3 separate regions of the Macaca mulatta genome follow, and all the other regions are linked to region 3. Evidence: chromatin contacts called from public Hi-C data. All regions are on one chromosome and are shown on one strand. Each heading gives the region's core, a stretch centred on a gene start, on an enhancer-like site or on the middle of the called end of the contact. The rest is flanking DNA. Distances are from core to core; before and after follow the strand shown.

Region 1 (3,313 bases), core at 652-3,151, 220 kb before region 3:
ATTTTTTGTATTTTTAGTGGAGATGGGGTTTCACTGTGTTAGCCAGGCTAGTCTCAATCTCCTGACCTCATGAGCCACCCGCCTCAGCCTCCCAAACTGCTGGGATTGCAGGTGTGAGCCACAGCACCTGGCCTAGTCTATACCATTTCTAAGCTCCCTGGCGACTCTGAAAGTCCATCAGTTGCCTGGTCTGAGTGGGGGTTCACTCCCTCTGAGCACTCTGTCACTTGTATGTTCTTTTCTCTGGAAAAAAAGTTATATTTGACTTTAAAAATAGGTAGGTTGGCCAAGCACAGTGCCTCACGCCAGTAATCCTAGCACTTTGGGAAGCCAAGACAGGAGGATCACCTGCGCCCAGGAGTTCGAGGATGCGGTGAACTATGATCGTACCACTACACTCCAGCCTGGGCAACAGAGCAAGACTCTGTCTCAAAGAAAAAATTATTAATAATAGTAAGGAGGGCTGGGCATGGCTGCTCACGCCTGTAGTCCCAGCAATTTGGGAGGCCAAGGCGGGTGGATTACTTGAGGTCAGGAGTTCGAGACCAGCCTGGCCAACATGGTAAAACCCTGTCTCTACTAAAATACAGAAATTAGACGGGCATGGTGGTGCATGCCTGTAATCCAGCTGCTTGGGAGGCTGAGGCGGGAGGATCACTTGAACCCAGGAGGCAGAGGTTGCAGTGAGTCAAGACCATGCCACTGCACTCTAGCCTGGGCATCAGAGCGAGGCTCCCTCTCTCAAAAAATAATAATATTAATAAGGAGGCTGATCTTGTTGTTTGAGTCATTAATGAGTCTGAGGAAATGTATTTATCCAGTTCACATTCATGCAGTCTCACCGTGGGTCAGACCCCGGGCTCACTGCTGGGTACAAAGATGAGGGACGAGGTTCCCACCCCCGGGGAACATCTGCAGTGGTGGCACCGCCAACTTGCATTTCTAGAGGAGCTATTCTTTTAGAAGAAAGCTGTGATCAGTAGTAGCATCATTGAAATGAGCCTGTCTCTCTACATGCATGAGCTCCACTTTGGGGCAGTGAGGCACCCACTGTTGCCACCACAAGTGTGATCTGGTAGCTTCCAGGACCTCACCCACATTGCCTAGCTTCTATGCATAGTTGTTGATGAGAATGTTTTTGCAGGTGTATGGAATGATTCGGTTCTCAGGCACCACAGGCCAGATGTCTGACCTGAACAAAATGATGGTCCAGGATCTACATTCAGCGTTAGACCGCAGTCATCCTCAGCACTACACGCAGGCCATGTTCAAGCTGACTGCAATGCTCATTAGCAGCAAAGGTAACTCACGGAAGCTCCGTGGAATTCTGGGCTCATTTCTAAATGAATGCTGGACTTCATGACCCATAGTCAGCTGGAGTCCTGGCAGGAGAAGGAGCAGGAGCTCCCTCAGTAGAGGAGTTATCTCTCATGAGTGGAAAGTCAATAAAAGGCCATTGTTGGCCCCAGCTGGTCAACTCTTGTTGGCCTATGGAAGCTGTGTTGGAGGCCTCTGACTGAGGTGTGTTCGGTTCCAGATTGTGACCCGCAGCTCCTTCATCATCTTTGCTGGGGTCCCCTCCGGATGTTCAACGAGCATGGCATGGAGACAGCCCTGGCCTGCTGGGAATGGCTGCTGGCCGGCAAGGATGGAGTAGAAGTGCCGGTAGGACCCTGACCTTGGGGTGGCACTGAGGATGGGATGGGATAAGAGACGGGAAGAGCCTTCCCTGGTGCCGCCACCGCCAAGCATGGAGACACTGGGCAAGCCCCTCACCTTCTCAAGCCTCAGTCTCCTTATAGATTCTATTATTATGTGTGACAGTCACGGAAAATAGAACATATGTTAACAGCATCCCATTGGTACCGAGAAGCCGTTATCTCCCAAAACCTCGGTAGGGGGAGCCATTTCCCTACTGAAATTGGAAGATGCAGCTTCTGGAACACCTGTTAACTTTGAATCTGATTGGGAGCAGTTGTGTTTGTCCACAGGAACGTTACCTAATCGGGATCAGCCCCTTTTCCCTGCATCTGTATTTCTGGAGTTGCTACTGCAGGGGGCCCACAAGGAAGTTTATACTTACCTTTCAGCTGATTAGATAAATGCTTAAGAACAATTTTATTTTTCAAAGATCCTGTTAACTGTCAGGGTAACAGGGAATTTGACATGTTTTCTTTCTGTGTTTCTTAGGATCAGTTGAAATGAGTGGTCAGAAAGGGGGATTTTGATTTTCTTGTTTCCTCAGGAAAGTTGGACTATTTCCAAAAACGGAATTAAGATTTTCCAGGCTGGTGGCGGTGGCAGTGATGATAATACCTCACATTTGCCTGATATTTTATAACCTTGTGGGGTTTGTGTCCATCACATCATTCAGCGTTCTTAGGAAACATTTTGGTCCAGTGGGCACCTGGGGGAGGTTATCTAGTGAGGGGGACACCTGTGAAGTCAGGGAGGGTTCTGGGTTCTCAGCCTGATCAGCCTGCTTCCATCAAAGATGTGCAGAAGGGCCTGTGGAAGTCACACTTCAGCCTGTAGGGCTCTGACTCCCGGGCAGGGCTCCTCACCTGCGTGGTGGGCATCATAACAAGAACACCTGCATCCTAGTGAGCTGTCGGTAAATGACAGCTGGAGCAGCCACAGCAGTTATAGTTCTTGCCAGGGAGAGGATTCTGCAGAGACGGCTGTATACCGTTGCCACTGTAGACACCCCCTGCCATTATGACACCCAGTTTCTCCCTCCAATTCCCTGTGTCCTGTTTTCATATTTTACTGCTATATGCATTAGACCTTATAATGTTGTTTTTGTTCAAAAAAAGTCAAAAGTCTTTCAAAGAAATTAAGAAGAGGTTTTGTTACAGCTTTATAAATTTATCCAAATGTTTTTCATCACTCACACTTTTCCAGTCTTCCTGTGATCTCCTCTGCACGTGTAATTTTCTTTAACGTTTCCGGTAATGCAGGTCTGCTAGAAATAAATTCTCTCATCTTAGTTCACCTTCATTTTTGATGCATGTGGATTATTTTTTCTAGGCCCAGGATTCTAGGTTGATAGTTTTTTATTTTATTGTTTTTAGCATTTCAAATATATCTTCTGTTGTCTTGCATTGTTTCTGGAGAGAAGTCAACAGTCTTTCTGTTTCTCAGTACAGCCAGCCCTCCTTATCCATGGGTTCCACATCTTGGAACCAGTTCCCCTGAGGATACCAAGGGATGACTGTATATGTTATTGTTTTTCTTTTGGCTACTTGTTGGATGTTTCTCTTTATCTTTCATTTTTAGTAGTTTGACTGTGTGTGATTTTCATTGTATTTAT
Region 2 (3,567 bases), core at 287-2,786, 180 kb before region 3:
AGAACCCACTTCTGCCCTCACCTGCTGCAGTTTCTCCTCCTGCAAGGCGCACTTGGTCTCCGCCAGCTCCAGTTCATTCTTGAGAAGGACCCAGGGAATGTCAGGAGGTCCGCAGGCCGACACCCCGCTGCCCCTCCGGGCCCCGCCCGTGGCCCTCAGCGCCCGTCCCCAGGCGACCATGACCCTGCCCACGTCCTCAGGACCCATCGTAAGCAACGCCCCAGTTAGTCGTGGCCCCACCCCCTCCGCTCTCCGCCCCTATTCTAGCCCTCAGGGCCCCGCCCCCATGCGATTATGCTCCGCCCACATCCCCGCCCAGTCCACGCTGTCAGGGCCTGCCGCAAGCCACACCCCCAGGTGGTCATGGCCCCGCTCATGCTGCTGCTCCGCCTCTACTAAAGACCTCAGGGTCCAGCTCAAGCACCTGCAGCGTCACCAATTGGGCTGCGAGTTGCTGCTCCGTGCTCTTCTGGCTCTGCTGTTCCCCTCCGTAGTAGAAGAGCTAGGGGCGGGGCTTGTAAAGGCGGGGTTTACCGACTTCTGGAGGAACGGGTGTCGGGGTGACAGGGACGGAGAGGCAACAAGGGCGGGGACCAGGGCAGGACTTCCGAGAGGAACCAAGAGACAGACCCTCCCATCTCCCGCACGTACCTGACTAGACAGCTCCTCCCACTGCTCCTGCAGCTGCCTGTTGTACTGCTCCTGCGGACAGGGTCCTGGGGCGGTGCCGGCCTCTCCGCCGGTCCTGCCTCACCCCACCCCCGGATCCCGCCCCCTTCCGCCCACCCTGCCCCACTCCACCGTGGATCCAGCCCCATTCCAGGACTCTTACTCACCAAGTCCTCCTTGTGGCGCTCCGCCTCCTCCAGCCTTCTGCGCACCCGCTCCGCGCGCTCCCGCGCCGCCTCGCGCGCCTCCCCTTGCAGAGGTTGTACTGCCTGGCTTCGCCTCCGCAGCAGGCTGCAGAGGGAAACTGAGGTTGGCGCTACAAGGCGGACTGGGTTGCTCAGGATCCCGCAGTCACCGGGAAGGACCAGCTGCAGGCTCATGATTGGGAACGGGGAAGTCCTGACCGAGTCCCCCACCTGGGTCCGCTGGGTGGATCGCCCGTTCCCCAAGCGCCTAGAGCAGAGGTGCGGGCCCGGGCGGATCGGCCTGGTACTCTGCGAAGCCCCTCGCGGCGCTGCCTGCGGGACGGACCCTCACGCGCCCGCCAGGTGGAGCGGCGTTCCCCGCGCACCTTCGCTCCCGCTCGCTCAGGTCCTGCAGGCGCCGGTTGAGGCTCTCGCTCTCGGCCTCGAGCCCGCGCATCAGCTTCTCTAGCTCCTGCTTCCGCTGGCGACCATCTCGGTTATCCTTCTGCAACTGCAGCAGCAGCTCCTGCGTCGCGGCCATGGCTGTGGAGACCGTGCCTAAACGCCGCCCGCCTAGGGGACCCAGCCTGCGGCTGGCGGGCGTCACAATGGGCAGCAGGGAGCGCCTAGCGGGCTGTACCACAACGGGCGGCAGGGGGAGCCCAAGCGCAACCTGACACATGCCTCTTCTCACACCAGCTAGAGACAGGTCAGGCCGGTCACACTTAGTCCACCACTGATGAAAATTGTGTCAAAGAGCTAATTGGATCAATGAAAGATTAATAAAATACTAAGACCAAATGCAGGCAAGTTGAAGATTGGTTCCCCCACATAGCAGATGGCACTCGGAAACTGATCGATCTCTTGTAGAAAAGAACCCATAAATATGTTCATATCTTTTGACCCAATTATCCCTCTCCTGGGAAATTTATCCCAGGAAGGAGAAAAAATATTTTTTCTTTTTTTGAGACAGAGTCTCGCTGTGTCTCCCCGGCTGGAGTGCAGTGGCGCTATCTCGGCTCACTGCAAGCTCTGCCTCCCGGATTCACGCCATTCTCCTGCCTCAGCCTCCCGGGTAGCTGGGACTAGAGACGCCTGCCACTATGCCCGGCTTTTTTTTTTTTTTTTTTTTTTTAGTAGAGACGGGGTTTCACTGTGTTAGCCAGGATGGTCTCGATCTCCTGACCTCGTGATCCACCTGCCTCAGCCTCCCAAAGGGCTACAGGCGTGAGCCACCGCGCCCAGCCGAGAAAAAATAATTTAAACCCACTGTGCATTAAATGGTTCGCTGAAGTGGTTACAGTAGCCACAAAAAAAAGGAAACAATTTTAATGATTAATATGTGTTTGGGTATTTATTATGTGGCATGCCTAGAGCTATGATGATGTCTGGTGAAAAAGAATTTGATTTAGCATTTATGCTAAAGTAACTAAGATAAAATACATGACAAGATCCGCAAAGGAAACAGGAGGAAGATAAGCTCTTTCATTGCTTGGTGAGACTGTAAGTAAACTCGTCCTTTTATTTATTATTATTTTAGAGACAAAGGTCTTGCTGTCACCAGGCTGGAGTACAGTGGCACAATCAAGGCTCAGAGCAGCCTCAATCTCCCAGGCCCAAGTGATCCTTCCGCCTTAGCCTCCCAACTTGTCCTTTTAAAATCTGCCTTTATTTGTCGAGTACAATTATGAACTTGGATGCAAAAATCCAAAATAAATTACTAACAAAATCTAAAGGGAAACAGATCGAGACCATCCTGGCTAACACGGTGAAACCCCGTCTCTACCAAAAATACAAAAAACTAGCCGGGCGACGTGGCGGGCGCCTGTAGTCCCAGCTACTCGGGAGGCTGAGGCAGAAGAATGGCCTAAACCCGGGAGGCGGAGCTTGCAGTGAGCTGAGATCCCGCCACTGCACTCCAGCCTGGGAGACACAGCGAGACTCCGTCTCAAAAAAAAATAGTGTATGCTTTTTTTTTTTTTTTTTTTTTTTTTTTTTTTTTTAAGAGTCAGGGTCCCATTGTAACCCTGGTTGGAGTGCAGTGGCACCATCACAAGCTCACTGCAGCCGCAAACTTTAGGGCTCAAGCGATCCTCCCGCCTCTCACCCTTTAAGTAGTAGTAGTAAACGGCTGGGCATGGTGGCTCACGCCTGTAATCCCAGTAATTTGGAAGGCTGAGGCGGGTGGATCACAAGGTCAGGAGATCAAGACCATCCTGGCCTACGTGGTGAAACCCCACCTCTACTAAAATACAAAAAAAAAAAATTTAGCCGGATATGGTGGTGCGTGTCTATAGTCCCAACTACTCGGGAGGCTGAGGCAGGGGAATCGAACCCGGGAGGCAGAGGTTACAGTGAGCTGAGATTGCACCACTGCACTCCAGCCTGGTGACAGAGCGAGGCTCCGTCTCAAAAACAAAAAAAATAGTAGTAGTAGGGGCCGAGCGCTGTGGCTCACGCCTGTAATCCCAGCACTTTGGGAGGCCAAGGTGGGTGGATCACCTGAGGTCTGGAGTTTGAGACCAGCCTGGCCAACATGGTAAAACCCCATCTCTACTAAAAATACAAAAAATTAGCTGGGCGTGGTGGCCTGTAATCCCAGCTACTTGGGAGGAGGCAGGAGAATCACATAAAACCAGGAGGCGGAGGTTGCAGTGAGCCGAGATCGCGCCACTGCACTCCAGCCTGGGCAACAGTATGAGCCTCCATCTCA
Region 3 (3,460 bases), core at 477-2,976:
AAACTCTGTCTCTACTAAAAATACAAAAGAATTAGCTGGGCATGGTGATGCATGACTGTAATCCCAGATACTCAGGAGGCTGAGGCAGGAGAATCTCTTGAACCCGTGAGGCGGAGGTTGCAGTGAGCCGAGATCACGCCATTGCACTCCAGCCTGGGTAACAACAGCAAAACTCCATCTCAAAAGAAAAGAAAAAAAAAAAAGACTTGTTGAATGAGATGTGAGGAGCAACAAGGTAAAGAGATGAATGAAAGAAGAATCCCAAGTTTTGGGCCTGAATGGAGGTGCCATTTACTGAGACTCAGAGGCCTGGGGGAGGGGCAGTTTGAGGGCAGAGACCAGGAATTCTGCTTTGCATGTGTTGATTTTGAGGTGATGGCTGACATGTCCAAGAGTATATATCCGTTGCCTCTCAGATAGTACTTCAGATCTTCCACCCTAGACTGGAAACCCCTCAAGTGCAGTGACTACCAAATCCAGGGTAGACTGACCTTTAACTGTTTGGACACCTAAATGCTGAAAAGATCAAGGTGACTTATACTACATGTAACTCAAAATAAAAACAATATGAAACATGAAACCCCCAAAATAACATGTTGCTGTAATGAAAATCGCTTTACTCTGGATTTTCTGAATGCAAAATTCTGGACGATTTAATTAAATATGAACTTTTGTCTCTGCTTTGCCTGTGCTTCAACTACACCTTAGCCTCTTGAGCCCAGAGCTGTTTCCTCTGTGACCCCACAGGATCTGGAGTGAAGCCGCTGCAACAATGTCCCATGAATGAATAAACAGTGGTATAAGTTTTCCTCCCTTTGAAGGTTGAGCTGACAACACTCTGAGAAGGCGGCAAAAGGGAGACCTACTCATGGCCAGGAGACTGGGACACAGTCACCCAGGCTTGGTTCCCACAGCCCCTTGGTCTCCTTGGACTCTGGTTTCCTAAGACAGCTCTGGGGCTTTCTGGTGGGAAGCTGCCATTATTCTCGACGCCACAGCTCCCTGCTGCCCTCTCCTGCCCGATGACCCAGTGACCACAAGATTTAGCCACGAAAGGAGTCAAATGTATAAGTGGCCAGGGGAATTCAGAAACCCCAGGGTCTAGGGACTGTGGTGACCCAGTGTCAGAGAGGCGGCTAGGGCCGAATGACTGGGGGTTTCATTAATCTCGGGGTCCAGGGACTGAAGGACCAGACGATTCAGTGATTCTGGGATCTGTCGACTTTGTGACCACAAAATCTAGTGATCCAACAGCCTCAAGACCCTGCAGTTGTGGTCCCAGGTTCTGAGGGGAGAGACTAATTACTGAGTGCCCAGGAGTCCAGGATCAAGGGGCGTCGTGAACACGTGCCTGCAGGGTGCTAGGATCCTGAGCTGGTATCCAGGCACTCAGCGGCTGCGGGGCTCGGACTCGGCGTCCTCACCAAGCGCTCCCGCTCATTCTCCGCCGCTTGGCTACTCAGCCGCCCTTCCCTGGACACTCATTGGAAAGTCCTCGGAAGCGTGTACCAATCAAAACCCTCCTCGTGTCTCCAGTCCCCGCCCAGCTACTGCTCTAGCGAGACGGGGGCGGGCCCTCTCCTCAATGACCCAATGGCAGTGCAAGCGGAGTGCCGCGCGGGCCGACCATTGGCTGCCGCGAGCGGGCGCTGTCAGAACTGGATTGGGCCGCGGCGAGGACGGAAGCAGCCCTAGTGCCGGAGCGGCTGGAGCCGGGCCGGGGCGATGTGGAGCGCGGGCCGCGGCGGGTCTGCCGGGCCGGTGCTGTTGGGGCTGCTGCTGGCGCTCTTAGTGCCGGGCGGTAGTGCCGCCAAGACTGGCGCGGGGCTCGTGACCTGCGGGTCGGTGCTGAAGCTGCTCAATACGCACCACCGGGTGCGGCTGCACTCGCACGACATCAAATACGGATCCGGTGCGTGTGACCTGCGACTGAGAGAGCGCGGGGATCGGGGGCTTGGGGTTGGGAGTGTGGAGACAGGGTGGTCGTGGGGGTCTGTGGGCCATCTCGAAGCCGGGCGGCGGAGGCTCTAGAGTCGTTGGGGGGTCGAGGGGCGCAAGGCTTTGAGGGTGTCGAGGATATTGAGGGTGGGGACGGTCGTCGGGGAACTGCAGGCCCAAAGACTGAGGAGGGTGTCAGGCGGGGGCCGGGGCTGGGGGTGAGCCCCTTGGGGTCCCCTGGGAAATGTTATGGTCCCAGGGCGAGGGTCCGGGGTTCTGCGATTGACGGAGACCCTGGGTGAGTGGGGTGTCACTCCTCAGGCAGCGGCCAGCAATCGGTGACCGGCGTGGAGGCGTCGGACGACGCCAATAGCTACTGGCGGATCCGCGGCGGTTCGGAAGGCGGGTGCCCGCGTGGGTCCCCGGTGCGCTGCGGGCAGGCAGTGCGGCTCACGCATGTGCTTACAGGCAAGAACCTACACACGCACCACTTCCCGTCACCGCTGTCCAACAACCAGGTGAGCCCCTCCCGGAGCCCCCAGAGAGATTCCTGGCCTGTGTGAGGGGCCAGAGATCCTGGGTTCCAATCCGAGCCTCAGCTTCTTCGTGAAATGGAAATTTCACTTCAGAGATGGTTATTGAGCACCCCTTCGGGGGAAACAGAGTAACTCCGCCAAGATCCTGCCCCCAGGTGCTCCCGGCCCGGCAGGGAGACCGATGGGAGAGAGATCCGAAGAGATCCTCCTGGATAGCTCTTCCTCTGGGGGCAAGTGGGACCCAGGAGGAGAATCCACACAGCCTTGAGGGTGGGGAATAGGAAACTCCACTGGGGAGGAGGAACTCAGGCTGGGTCTGAAAGGATGATTAGGAGTCCTCCAAGCCACAAAGGGAAAAGAAGGACTTCCCAGGCCAGCAGAAGAGATTGCACCAATGCATGGAGGTCAGTGGAATTCAGGGGATTGGGATGGAACAGTGGGTGCCCTTGGAGAGTTGGTGGAAGAAAATGTTTGAGATAGATAGACAGCTTGACTGCTAGCCTGAGGGGCTGAAGGTAGGTCAGAGGGATTAGGACTGGGAGAATGTGGAGGAGGAGGCCTTAGCTCTGTGGGGACCAGTAGTCTCTGCACAGACAGATGCAATGGTGTGTGCACGTGTCTGAAGAGCCCATGCTGGGGAGGGAGTGCCAGAGGTTGCGCGGGCGGGTCATGGTGTCACCTTTTGCAGCTGTGGGAGCTGAGTCTCCAGGAAGGGCAGGGAAGGATCCTAGGCTCAGTGTAGGTACGAATGCCGCCTTCTGTGGTGACCACTGTCCCCTCACCCTCTGCACCTATAGGAGGTGAGTGCCTTTGGGGAAGACGGCGAGGGTGACGACCTGGACCTATGGACAGTGCGCTGCTCTGGACAGCACTGGGAGCGTGAGGCTGCTGTGCGCTTCCAGCACGTGGGCACCTCTGTGTTCCTGTCAGTCACGGGTGAGCAGTATGGAAGCCCCATCCGTGGGCAGCATGAGGTCCACGGCATG

Evidence for each region. Hi-C and Micro-C count contacts between places; a contact is called where the count stands out from the background.
Region 1: a Hi-C map of fetal cortical plate shows a contact between it and region 3, with 3 times the contacts expected there. The contact joins the enhancer-like site here to the promoter of SDF2L1 in region 3. A contact is called at or near these places in 4 of 14 Hi-C or Micro-C datasets (blood, fetal cortex germinal zone, fetal cortical plate and 1 more).
Region 2: a Hi-C map of fetal cortex germinal zone shows a contact between it and region 3, with 3 times the contacts expected there. The contact joins the promoter of TMEM191C here to the promoter of SDF2L1 in region 3. A contact is called at or near these places in 6 of 14 Hi-C or Micro-C datasets (blood, cortical neurons, fetal cortex germinal zone and 3 more).

The regions. Positions count from the first base shown.
Region 1 is chr10:31,576,404-31,579,716 of T2T-MMU8v2.0, reverse strand. PI4KA (phosphatidylinositol 4-kinase alpha) reads left to right here. Exons shown (of 56, transcript XR_013399529.1): 31 at 1,145-1,301; 32 at 1,538-1,665. Among named protein-coding and RNA genes, the nearest start is that of SERPIND1, 37 kb to the left of the region's middle. Within about 2 kb of position 1,901, at least 5 of the 40 cell types and tissues checked have an H3K27ac peak or open chromatin away from gene starts, as enhancers often do. A contact at or near this core is called in fetal cortical plate, where this site is marked.
Region 2 is chr10:31,534,302-31,537,868 of T2T-MMU8v2.0, reverse strand. TMEM191C (transmembrane protein 191C) reads right to left here and starts at 1,536. Exons shown (of 10, transcript NM_001193786.2): 1 at 1,241-1,536; 2 at 837-960; 3 at 652-702; 4 at 425-502; 5 at 22-78. The coding sequence starts at 1,536.
Region 3 is chr10:31,353,490-31,356,949 of T2T-MMU8v2.0, reverse strand. SDF2L1 (stromal cell derived factor 2 like 1) reads left to right here and starts at 1,726. Exons shown (of 3, transcript NM_001145067.1): 1 at 1,726-1,912; 2 at 2,260-2,456; 3 at 3,272-3,460. The coding sequence starts at 1,726.